Regions from separate parts of the Mus musculus genome. Here region 2 is linked to region 1. Evidence: chromatin contacts called from public Hi-C data. All regions are on one chromosome and are shown on one strand. Each heading gives the region's core, a stretch centred on a gene start, on an enhancer-like site or on the middle of the called end of the contact. The rest is flanking DNA. Distances are from core to core; before and after follow the strand shown.

The links. A called contact is a pair of places that touch in the nucleus more often than the background predicts.
Region 2: a Hi-C map of Th1 cells shows a contact between it and region 1, with 2.7 times the contacts expected there. The contact joins two enhancer-like sites. A contact is called at or near these places in 1 of 15 datasets of contacts at CTCF or cohesin (large pre-B cells) and 1 of 484 Hi-C or Micro-C datasets (Th1 cells).

Annotation. Positions count from the first base shown.
Region 1 is chr17:73,298,548-73,305,203 of GRCm38.p6, forward strand. No RefSeq gene overlaps it. Among named protein-coding and RNA genes, the nearest start is that of E330032C10Rik, 51 kb to the left of the region's middle. Within about 2 kb of position 2,929, at least 52 of the 459 cell types and tissues checked have an H3K27ac peak or open chromatin away from gene starts, as enhancers often do. A contact at or near this core is called in Th1 cells, where this site is marked.
Region 2 is chr17:73,653,015-73,659,670 of GRCm38.p6, forward strand. All of the region lies in intron 1 of Galnt14 (polypeptide N-acetylgalactosaminyltransferase 14), which reads right to left. Among named protein-coding and RNA genes, the nearest start is that of Gm46602, 11 kb to the right of the region's middle. Within about 2 kb of position 3,572, at least 9 of the 459 cell types and tissues checked have an H3K27ac peak or open chromatin away from gene starts, as enhancers often do. A contact at or near this core is called in Th1 cells, where this site is marked.

The DNA of each region.
Region 1 (6,656 bases), core at 1,679-4,178:
AGCATCCACGCCTGCCCTGGCTTCATGTTGACCTCTTTGCAGAGACTGGAGATGGATCAGCGGTGAACAGACACTGAGGGCAAGACCATAGCCCTGCAGTCCTCCATGCAATCCAAATGTGGTCCAAAAGACTCACATTCATAGCTCCCACAACAGTGCAGGTTCGAGAGGCAAGGGAGGGAAGAGCACACCAGCTCCAGGGTGGGCAGGAGATGATGGAGGTGTCTATGCTTGCAGCTCTGCGCAGCGTGCCTTTTCTATTTTCTTTTCTTCCAGTGCACTGCCATGTCATTTTTAAAAACCATATGTAGGTTGTTGCAAGAGAAATAAGTCTTAGATGTCGCCTGGCTCATACTTGGGGCCCTGGAAATGTATTGACAGAATGAAGAAATCCTTTCCAGGGATTCTCAGTATACTGAGGCAACAGAGATGATGACAAAGCCCATACATATATTTAAACATGAAGTCAGAACTGATATTTAAGTCTCCAGACACCAGCCCTTTCTCTTGATGCTTTGCTGAGCAGTACCCAGAAGGAACTGTAACAGGGACGCAGGGATCCAGGGATGAAGGGAAGGCCTCTTTCAGGCAGTCACCGTCTCTGCTCCTTGGTTCTTATACCCATTCCCACCCCAGAGGCTTCCTGTGGGAGGTGATATGACGGAGCTGGCCATCTCCCCTTGCTGTGGAAGCATTTGTGCTCATGAGAGGACGATAACCCATCATTCCGCTACTGTGGGTCCCACAGTGTCACCAAGATCAGATGAGGCCTTTTGACAACATCATCTTATGTCGTTCTCATATTAACCTTAAGATGTCCACTAGATGTACACTTTAAAAGACTACCTTTTCCCTAGGAGGTTTTAGGGTCACAACAAAATTAAGCAGAGAGTGTAGACTTCCTTTTGTTTTTACCTGCTCCCAGCCTGCCTGAACTTCAATATCTCCTACCAGGATGGCCCTTTTGATGCAACAGATGCGCCAACATTGGCACCTCATTATCCCCCAAAGTCCACAGATTCTGTTGCAGGTTACCCTGGGCATTAAAGTCACGACACAAGAGATTGTATCTTTTAGCATCTACTTACAGAGGCGAACAGCTGGGGACCAGAAGTTAAGATGAAGGTCACACGGGAGGAGGTGGCTGGGATTCTAGCCTGGATCTTCAGGATTTTATACCCAGCCTTGTGGCTTCTTGAGGAGGGTCCACCATGACGGGTACGGGCCAGCTGCTGAGTGGAGCTTCCACCTGTGGGGTTTGCAGATAAACCTACATTGGCTTTCTTTTGTAGTAAGTGGTTTCCTGTTAACTCACACTCATGGGCTTTCTCACAGAGAGTGTGAGTTGCCTGCTGAATGGAGTGACCAGATAGGTTGGGGCTGGAGACATTCCTATAGTGACTGACTCAGATATCAGACATCAGAACATTAACATGCGTCGATTACCATGAAATCAGATATCTGCACCACAGGAAGGTGTATCCAGACCTTCTCCTAGGCTATTTCTCCCTCATCTCTAGGTACCCCAAAGACTCAGGGTATAAGGTAAACATCCGTTCTTGCTCCTTTAGGGCATTTCTGGCTTATTCTGGTCAAGCTCCGCCTCCCTGTATGTTGTCCAGCCATTCCAGTCCACAATGGCTCAGCCTGTGTAGACTGGACTGTGGGCAGCCAGCCTAGACTTTCCCCATAAGTGTTTGTGTAGACCAGTGGAAAGAGTGTAGCTCTGAAGCAACCATCTATGTTTTACCCTCTTAGCTCATGGCTTTGGGCACAGCCCTGTTTCCTGAGCTGATAATTGTGGTTTAAGGCCAGGAAGGGGGCTTAGGAACCAGAGACCATAACATAATTCCCATTGCACCACAGCTGTGTTCAGCAGCTGGCATCCCTCATCCCCAAGTGAGATGCTCAACTCTGAAGAACCTCCCATCTTTAAAGTATGCCAGATGGGGCTGCCAGACAGAGGCCGGGGGGGGGGGGGTCTCAAAGCCCAGTTCTCTCGTCCAGCAGCCTGACAAACAGCAACCAGTTTGCGTTTGTTAGAGGCATTACTACAACTCATGAAGCAGGACTTCAGCCACTATTAGATTTCCTCTGCCGACACCAGGCGTCACTTTTGGTTTTCCTGTGAGGTGCCTGACATCTTCCCCTCCTGCAATCACTAGGCAATGCTTCACTGCCACTTCTAAGCTAGGGACAATGATCTTCCCCCGGGGAACAGCAGTGACTTCAGAGGGTGTCCAGGCTTCCACCAGCACTCCAGGTCTATCACAAGACTGTCTGGAGCAGGCCCAGGATAGCCTTCACAAAGTCCCCCAGTGAGTCTGTTTTCAGTGCCGTTGCCCCCATAGGATAACTGCCTCATGGTCTGTCTTTCCAGAGAGAGATAGAGATAGAGATAGAGATAGAGATAGAGATAGAGATAGAGATAGAGATAGAGATAGAGATAGAGATAGAGATAGAGATAGGGATAGAGAGAGAGAGAGAGAGAGATAGAGAGAGAGAGCCTGAGCTGGAAGGACCGGAAGGGATGAAATAAAACTCACTCATCAGTTGTTCAAGAATTTTTAAAAAGTTACTGCCCCAAATACTTTATAGGCAGAGGTACTGCTGGCTGGGTGTGGAAATACACTCCAGATCCACACATATATCAGTTTAAATACCAGCTCAGCAATTACTAATTGCATGCTCATCTCAAGTTACTTCTCTTAGCTTTTAGTGTTATTTTCCCAGTGTTAGAATGGATGGTAATCTTTACTTCAAAGACTTATAATTCACTAGAGACATACAAAACACAGAGCCAAGCATTGCCTCTCAACTCAAAATCTTCAGTGCCCGCCGACTTTGAAATTCTTGGCTTGTGTCTCCTTTCCCCACTGGTGTAATGTTCATCATCACCACTAGATGGAGATAGCGAGGCATCTCAAGGCTTAGTGTCGTAGCCAACAGCACAAGGGAGTTCCAGGTCCCATCTCCAGTGAGTGTCTCCAGTACCCAGCAGGAAGCCTCCTGGGCCCCAACGTCAATCCTTTAAAGAAAATAACTGCCTTTTATTCTTGGTAATTGCATGTGCATGTGAGTTAGCTTTCCCTATTTAAGTTGTGGGTGTGACATAGCAGGTGTTTTGAAATGGCAGTACTCCAGCTCTCACCTTTAGAAGGTTGGTGCTAAACATGATTTCATAAGAGAAAGTGGCCACGCACCATCAGAGGCTATGGCGACTCTAGAATTTGTATCCTCAGTCTGAGCCAATTACCACTTCCTTCCGGGTGGGGGGCGGGGTGTCGGACGGGTTACTCCTGTACAGACCTCTGCTGCCGTCTAGGGAAAACCTTATCCCACGAGTGTCTACTGTTTTCCCTCTGCAGACAATGGCATTTGGGGGTGAACTGAAGTCTTTGCATGCAGTATCTGAGTCAGTGGCCTGATCTGTTACACAGCCATACGGGGATGGGGGCGGACAGAAATGACATAGGTGAAATCCAGGATTCCTTTATTGGGCTTTGGGCTACTCCTATCTGGTAAGAACTCCGTATTAGACTTGGGGAACAAGTGAAGGCTTCAAGGGCCATGTCAAACTAATTGAAGAAACTAATTAGGGCCAGACTGAGGCATAACTTTAAGGGACCCACTTCAGCCTCCAATGCTCACATTGTGAGTTACTGCTCTTGGTTAACCACAGCCCGGAGCAGACTTCTGGCAGGCTCTTTGCCTGCAGGGCCCGCTGTGGGGCTGGACAGTTATTGGTAGGTTCGCCACTAGGTGTCACTGTCTCACCAGCATCTGTCCAGGGATGATGGCTAACTCCAGGTAGGTGGAAGAGGTTGTTCATTTTCATGCCGATAAACATCCAAGGTAGAGAGAGACGCATCTGCTCCCATGCTGTGTGGAGAGAGCGCGGTCCCGCATACTGCCCCGGACAGTGTGAGTCGCTAGGGCTGTTAGTGAACCAGTGGGTCTTTTTCATGGTGATTAAATGCTGCCTTCCGTGCTAGTTGCTGCTTAGACTCTTAGGAACTTGTTCCCCAACCCTGATGTATAGAATAGACCTTAGAGGTCCTTGTATCAGTCTTACTTTTCGGAGAAGGGGCCCAGACAGAGAAAGCCTTCCCCCTAGGACATCGCCCAATAGAGGCAGAGCAGACCTGAGCCTTAGGCTGGGTGGTTCTGGGTTAAGGCTGTCTAAGCCACCATGTTCCTTGTTTTCCACTGTGCTCCATCAACTCTGCTCTTACCATTCACAGAGCAATCAGTGTATGCTCTGATCTTTGTTGCTGCCCTGAGCTGGAAACATATATAGACATAAGATACCATGGCATGTGATAGACCCAAACAGTGTGTGTCTCAGGGGCAGCATAGGTCGGGAGCAGGCGATTTTCCTCTCTTTGGTCAAGAGCTCTTTTCCAAGACTCTTTCTGGGGGCATAAAAGGGACAGTGGATTCAAAGATTATGGGGACAGGTCCACAAATAATCTATTATCAAGTGGAAGTGGTATATACATTCATGATCAGGCCCAAGAGGGTCCTGCGGGTGCAAGCAAGTTACACCAAGTTGTCTGAATGTGTGTATTTTCTCCTCCTGCTTCAGTGCCTTCTGCTCTAAAGCATGAGCCTATAGTTTTGTGGGAAGATGATGGTTCTGTGTGTCATACAGGAGCCACCCAGAAGTGGACAGCTGCAGCATTCTAGCCCCCTCTTTGGGACAACCGTGAGATGGCAGTGAAGGAAACGTTAGGAAGGACACAGGGTTGTATATTTGGCTGTGGCAACTCGGATGATACCCAGGTTACGGTCCTCATAAAGACCACTGGACACTTGCTGGCCCAGGAACCTTAGAAGGTAGAAGAGTTGAAGCAGCAACTATGACCACCAGGGGGCAGTATTTCACCACATTCTGCTTAATCCAGGACCATTCTCCCAACACTGAAGAAAGTTATGTCTTCTTAGGGAATTGCAATAATGTTCTGGGTGCAGAAAATGGATAGGTATATCAGCCTGGACTGAAATCTACTTCCCAAAGGCAGTATTGTTTCTCTTGTCGCACCTTATAACCCAGCAGCTATGGAGTCAACACAGCCGCAAAACCAAAGAAGCATCCATGTGTTCGCCAACTTTGCACGCAGGCAGTTCTTCGGTGGCCCAGAGTTACTCGGAGTTGTTCTCTGAGGACATTTTGTGGTTTCAGATCGAAGGATACAGAGTTCTAGGTATGTCCCATATGCAGCATGTGGGAGAACAACCAATGTATCCAAACCCATTTGCAGATGATGATGGCATGCCCCAGCGTCAAAAGGATGGGCACCGCTGCCTGTGGCTAGAGACTCCAGCCTGTGCACGTCCGAGAACCAGCCTTCTTTTCCTCCTCTGCCTTCTATCAGGCTGCAAAATAGAGCCCCATTACCCATTCAGCATTCGTCGTCTTCAGATGTGGCCAGACTCACACTGCCGCAGCCGCATGCCACTGCCGCAGTGATTATTGACCGCTCTGCTGGGATATCAAGCACTTTGGGCTTGGCTGGGGGACCATTAATCAACAACCTTGTCAGAGTGATGGATTCTGTTAGGATTATTGCTTAATTAGCTTGTTTAGGGCAAGAAAATCAACCAGGACATTAGTTCTCTAGCCAGAAGGAAGAGGGAAAATGAGCAGAACTGGTGGGAAGGGGCCTTGGAGCTCCCGGGGAGGGAGCCAGGGTCTCGAGGGCGTGGAGGGAGGGGCCTCTGATAGAGCAAGCCTTATGCTTGAAGTCGACAGACCTTTTTACTCCTTTTGGCTGTCGTGGCTGGGCAGAGAGATGCCCCGATTCAGTGGAGTTGAAGAACAGTGATACGTGATGCGTCAGTCAAGGAGCATGTCCATTCCCCAGGGAGCTTTAAAAAAATTCAAATTCCCAAGTTTAGGTTCGAATTCGCCCGTTCAGAATCTCTGAAGATTTTTATTGTTGTCGGTGTTGTTCTGTTTTGTTTTCTAAGACAAGTTATTCCAGGTGAGTTTTTATTCACAACAGGATGTGGGAGCCTCGGCTTCGGAGGTTGTGAGAGTTAACTCCGGTGACCACCTTTCTTTCTACCAGATATGCATTTCCTGTGGGGCGTGGGCGAGCTTTATCTCCAACATCCCTACCAGCTTCTATGCATGCTGGTCGTCTTCCCCCACACTCCTCTTTGGTCTCTATTTCGTCCTCTCTCTCCTGGCTTTTCTTATATTGCTCCTTGCCTACCTTTTTTTTTTTTTTTTTCTGAAGTCCCCTTCCCAGGTCTTTCCATCCCCCATCTTTCCTTTCTTCTCTCCATCTTCTTTTTCCACCCGTGCAGATGACTATCTCTTGGCACCAGGCTCATTTTACACCCCCTCTCTATTCTTTCCTATCTGGCAGGGGCTGGAAGTCTGAAAATGGCTTTTCCGAGAGAGAATTACAGATACAATTGCAGCTCACCATCGATATGTGCTTGTGTGGAGCTTAGAAGGCACAAGAGGAGGTCTTGTGGGGGAAACTGAGTCCCAGAAAGCATCCGTAAACGCATATGCAGTGGTTGGGGGTGGACTCCTCCGGCTTTGCTCCTCCCCAAAATAGGAATGAAGACCTGCTTGTTTCTCAGTTTTTCCAGGTTCACGGGATGTGTGTAGTATTCACAGAAGGCAACCACAGAGGTGG
Region 2 (6,656 bases), core at 2,322-4,821, 360 kb after region 1:
TGTTGTTGTTGAAATATGTCTGTGTGTATGCAGGGGTGGGCGGATATATGATATATGTGGCTGGTGGACAGAGACGAAGATAGCAAGTGCCAGGGCACACTTGTGGAGGTCAGAGGACAACCTTGGACGTCAGGCTTTGCCTTCCATCATGTTTGAGACAGAGTCTGCTTATTCACTTCCTACCACCATACTAGTTGGTCCTTGAGCTCTAGGAATTCTTCTGTCTCCACTTCCCATCTTGTCATAGAAATGCTGGGTGTCAGACATGGGCTACTGTGTTGGGCTTCATGGATTCAAACTCAGGTTGTCACATCTGCATGCAGCCCATGAAAGAGATTTTTTTAAAATTCTTTTATTAGGTATTTTCCTCATTTACATTTCCAATGCTATCCCAAAAGTTCCCCATACCCTCCCCCCCCCAACTCCCCTACCCACCCACTCCCACTTCTTGGCCCTGGCGTTCCCCTGTACTGGGGCATATAAAGTTTGCACGACCAATGGGCCTCTCTTTCCACTGATGGCCAGCTAAGCCATCTTCTGATACATATGCAGCTAGAGACACAAGCTCCAGGGGGTACTGGTTAGTTCATATTGTTTTTCCACCTATAGGGTTGCAGATCCCTTTAGCTCCTTGGATACTTTCTCTAGCTCCTCCATTGGGGGCCCTGTGATCCATCCAATAGCTGACTGTGAGCATCCACTTCTGTGTTTGCTAGGCCCCAGCATAGTCTCACAAGAGACAGCTACATCTGGGTCCTTTCAATAAAATCATGCTAGTGTATGCAATGGTGTCTGCGTTTGTCGGCTGATTATGGGATGGATCCCCGGATATGGTAGTCTCTAGATGGTCCATCCTTTTGTCTCAGCTCCAAAGATGATCATCTCGTTAGACTCGGAGAAAGCATTTGACAAAATCCAACACCCATTCATGATAAAAGTCTTGGAAAGATCAGGAATTCAAGGCCCATACCTAAACACGATAAAAGCAATCCACAGCAAACCAGTAGCCAACATCAAAGTAAATGGTGAGAAGCTGGAAGCAATCCCACTAAAATCAGGGACATGAAAGAGATTTTTAAGTGATACTGCTGTGCAGGGTCAGTGCTGGGTCCGACTCTCAGCTGTGTGACCTTGGAAAAGTCACTGTTTGGCATCCCTTAATTTCCTTACCTCTGAATAGAGCTTACTCGGGGAAGATGGAGGGAGCACCAACCATAGCACATGTAAAACCCAGCGCACATCAGGGACCTCCCCCACTTTGACCATTCCCTATGCATCTTCTACATGCAAATGTGCCTCACACAGCGCTGAGCCTCCAGCTACCTAGAAGCCTCCTAAAAGGTTTGTTGAGTGAGCCGGAAACAATCAGAAATGATCTCTGGGTCCTGGAGACTTGAGGTCTGGAAAGTATCTCTTGACTGATGCAGAGCGCATGTCACAGCTGGATATCAGGCACTTCCCAGAAGCAGAGAGGAGTCAGGGGAGCATCAGCTGGCCAGGGCCCAGCTCTGGGAGTGACAGCGTGTTTACAAGAGCTATTAGGAACTGCAGTGCCTCTGCTTTCGGGATGATTTATTCTGTCAGGACTGGCAGGAAGCTTCTTTTCCTTTTGCTATTGAATTGATTATTGAATCACAAATATTCCATTTGAATAACATGACTTCACTTCAAGGCTGGCGGAAGTCCAGAGCCCACAGTAAGAAGATTCACTTCAGGACTACCGGGTATAACTCAGTGGTACCCTGCTCTCCTGGAATGCATGGGGCACTGGGTTCATTCCACCCACAGCAATACTGTGGGCATGGACCCTTCTTTCGTCCTGCTTTCTATAGCTCTAACAGGTTCTAAATGCATAAGCAAGAGTTAGAGAGAAAATACAAAGGACGTTTTTTTTGTTTTTGTTTTTGTTTTTGTTTTTTTACAACATTGATGGGCTGGAGACACGGCAACTGAGTTCCTTGCAATCGGTGTCCAGTTGGACACCGTAACATGAGAACATCAATTACACAGGTTATCATCACTGAAAACAGAACTACTGAATTTTAAAATAAAGATGCCCCTTCCCTAAATACCTCATGATAGTTTAAGCAAGTTTATGATTCGGTGTTGGACCGAATTCATAGCTATCCATTGCCACAAGCAGCCCAGAGGCTGGAGGTTGGATGGACTTTTAAGTTGTGTAACCCAGCATTCCCCAAGTTCAACTTGATGCTGGACACTTACTTCAATAAGTATTTCTTGACTACTAGGCTCTATCAATCCACTGACTGTCCAGAGTGGTCTTAACTATAGCAAGTCCAGTTACCCACAGCCCTGGAACCCACAGTGTTCGAAGGACTGCTGGAAGAGCCAAGAAGACACTTGGTAGTAGGGCTCAGAGATGTGATCCTGCACACACCTCCTTAGACAGCTGTCTTGCTCAGCAATTCTCTTCTTCTTGACCATTCATTACAGTCAGGTGTCAACTGAAAGTGTAGAAAAACAACTCCTCTGCCTTTTGAGGTCCTGATAGCTAAGTATGTGAAATAAGCTGACAGAAACAGGTTCACACAACAGGAGGCATACAGATTCATCATCCTGTGCAGGTACTATATGAAGGAAAAGGTGAAGATCTCTGAAACCAGAGACATCAAGTTGTTCTTCTCTCCATAGGGGAGAAGGGACATTGTAATCTAGCAATTTAACCCATTGCTTTTTAGAACTTAGATGTATTGATTTCCTTACGTGTCTGTGTATGCGCACAGGAATGCACGAGTAGAAGTCAGAGGATCACCTGTTAGTTGCAGTTGGCTCTTTCATTCCACTATGGGGACCTTAGGGACCCAACTTAGGTTGCCAGCCTAGCATTAAGTGCTTTCACTCTTGGAGATAGCTTGCCAGCCCAGAAGCAGGCAATTTGGAGGGGGATTAGTGATTTTTAACCGTTAAGATTCTGTGACAACATCCTACCTTGGTAGAGATTCAACTCCAATCTCCTCTCCTGTGTCATTGCTAACCTTACCACCTGGAAAACATTCTGCAGAACACTAGCTTGGCAGCCAAGTTTTCTGTAGAGGAACCGTGGTCAGACAGTAAGGAGGTTCATGGCAAGCCTGTACCTAAACCTGTTGTTTCTCACACACCCTCAGTTTGCCAAAATCAGCAAACACTGACATCCTAACTGGCGATAGTGTTTCCTGAACTTCTGCAACCCAAACCTTCCAGCCAGCCCTTGAGGTTCCATCTTATTAGTCACATTTTCTGTGTCAGACAAATAGAACTCAGAAGGTCTGTGATGGACCCAGAAAAACATGAGGCTAAGTGCCAGGCAAGGATGCCTAGCTACACTCCAGTCACAGTGCCACACCTCAGGAACACCACTCTTCTATGAATACTCTTCCCTACTCCTCCATTCTCTCAGCCCTGTGGATACTCTCCCCTACTCCTCCATTCTCTCAGCCCACCATTACAGGAGACAAGCAGATCAGCAAACAGTGGCAGAAGACAACTCCTATCGAGATGACTTCTACAGGAAGAGGCTACCAACATCCTGTGATGAGAGCTGATGAATCACTATTGCCAATGGAAAGGAAACAAGAGGTAGGAAGTAGATACAGCCACTCATATCACATGTCTGTGTACACATGGGCACAGTGCGGTAATCCTGTATTACTAGTTAGGAACGACATAACTTACCATCCAAACAGGAACACTTCTAAGAATGAAAAGAATTTCTGGGGTGGTAGGTGTAAATGAAGATTGACCAAAATGAACCAGGAGGTAGAGCTCCTACAACTAGAGGCTCACAACTGCCAGGCAGCATTAGACTCTCTAAGCCTTCATGTGCATGCTGAACTTTGTACAATGCTACACTGTTCCCTTATGACTGTAGCTGGAGTTGAAGTAGTTCTGAGGGAAGATGAATGGTTAGTCTTGTTATTTCTACCTCTTTGGAAAATAAAAATCCCACAATAATTACAGCTTCTGTTGACTAGCTATTGCAGAAAATGTGTTATTATTACGATATAATCGCATGTGATTCTCACAATGTGAGAGGAAGCATTATGTCACCCATTTTACAGAAGAGTAAAATGGATACAAATCATTTGTCAGGTCAGGTGGTCAAGGTCATGAAGCTATATAAGCCCATGATGATCTGATTTTAAAGGGCCGTATCTTAGTTACTAGATAGTTATCTCCCACTTGCTTCTTCCGACCCCATTCTCCCATTTTGACCTACCCTAGATTGAGCCTGCTGTCTCGGGCAATGTGCCTCTGCTTCCCACCATTCTCCCTTTCTAGTCTCCTTTTCCTTTCTGTTATCACAGAAAAACATTTCCTCCTCTTTCAAGATATTGTTTCCCCGTCTTCATTGCTGTTACTAACCTCCAAAGTGGAAGGGTTCCTTTATCAAATGAAAACCCAAGTTGGAAATTCAAATTACAAATGATAAACAATTAAATCATCCAATAACGACATTGAAAATGCCCAGAAGCCCCTTTTCAACCTCTCCAGAAATCTTGATTTCTCTCCTTATTCATCTCTAATTAAACAGCCTTTTCCCCCTCGAGTACCAGCAAAACACACACATTCCTCACTCAAACGCATTACCTTTGGGTTTCTCTCTGTAATTAGCAGGGTAGCTGCGTCCCTTTCCTATTCGCCCCTGTGAACACATAACTTCTCAGTTAAAGGCAAGGTCAGTGGACAATCGTGCACTGCAGAGGCACCTGATCGAGATTCATCACATCGTGCACAGAGGAAATCAGGTCCCACGTTACAAATGGAACTGTGAATCACAAGTCAGGGTGGATGGGGCTCAGGAGGGTGAGGCCACACAAAAATAACAGCTGGAGGCAGGAGAGAAGTGTGCCGATGCAGGAGGGACCTGAAGGGGCAGGGTGATCTTGAGAGAGGGACTGGCTTCAGTAGAGACAGTGCTGGGTCTAAAAGTAGGAGGCTGGAAAAAAGCCCGGGACCAATTACGTTCATTAGTCAATAGGGACAATAGCTAAAGAGTATCAGCCTTAAGCTGTGGCAGGGAAAGTTCAAGCTCATTAGAAAGAAAAAAACTCCAATGGTAATGATCTTTGTGGATGACTCTCTGAGTTGCAGAAAGGTTTGCAAGATGTTAATTAGGTTTGATAATGGTAGACAATCCTAAACTCACCTAGTCATGCCTACCCCCATCTTAATCAGCCTTTGCCTTATTAAAAGAACACAGATTGATAAGAAAACCCCATTGTTTTTAAGGTTACCAGGAAGGTGTGTTCAGAGTTTAAGCCATACCAGTGGCCTGAGGATACAGGATTGAGGGTTGAGGTTCTCATGAAAGCCGTCTTTCCTTGTCGTGCTTAGTCTCTAAAGATTTCTCGACCCACCCACTGAACCTGATCGATCAGTCTCACTAACCCCAAGCATGGAGCCAAATGATAGCAACTTCTGGGGAACAGCCTTGTGAGCTGAACTACTCACTCAGGGTACAACAAGAAAACCCATCACAGCCACACAACCTGGGGAGAGCCCAGGAGAACCTGGAGAGCATCCCCAGTCATGGCACAGGCTTCTGTGATAGAGGCAGGAACCAGGCCAGGAACAGCCAGGCACTGGATGGCAGGGCTGCAACCTCAGGACCATTGAAAACACGCTGGCTGCATGGGCTTCATCTCAGGGCACTGCTGCTCCAAAGCCTGGAGAAAAGCAGATAAGCTTGGGATACAAGGATAGGATTCAGAGGGAGAGGAACAATCCAGACACCAGCACAGGGCTATTCTTAATTCTGGGGGAAAAATAAAACATGGAAATGCATGCTATCTTATTTGGCTTAGCTGGCTACTCCTTTGGGCTGCTAGCTCATTTGAGCCAAGGGCTTTGAGCAGCTCTGATTTTGTGCCATGCACTGTTCTCATTCACAAGTGCCCTTACATCTCTTTGTGCGATTGTCCTGACGCTTGCATGACTCATGTCTGCCTAAGCCAATTGGGACAAGACAGACAGGATGCAATTCTCATTCTATCAGAAACTCATGCATCAAGGGGAAATGACTTCCAGGTGAAGCCCTCACTGCCAGCAAAGTCTATCCTCCAGGCTCAGGCCACAGATCTCCTTAGCACCACACAGCTCATGTTGCTCTGCACACACCAATCTCTGTTGCTACTTCTGGTGGACCGCCAGATATCGCCCTTCTATACCCAGAGATCAGAGCAGTGCACTGCTCCTTCCTCCAGAGAGCCTGGGTTTTTGGAGGCTCCTGAGACCTGGCACCTGTCCAGGTTGGCAGAAGCAGGCAGAAGCCATACAAGTATCCAGACAACCACACAAGGAGATGTAAGGGTGCGTGTTATTAAGAACAGTGCAGGGCACGAAGTTGGAGCTGATCAAAAAAATCATTTTTTGGATAATATGACACAGAAAAGTAGATGATACAGTGAAAGGATTAGCCAAAGGGAGTTAAGCAGACTGGTACTCAGCACCTTAAGGTTTCACAGAAAACAAAACACAACACATTAGCCTGAGTGATGAAGAAAATGAGGTTGTTGGGTAAAATGCTGGACACCATTGCCAAAAATTTAAAATACATACATAATTAATAAATGTATAGCATACGTGTAGCCCAAGCCACGCAGGGGATATATTTACAGTGATCAATTGTGTAAAATGCACATTTAACTGGAAAG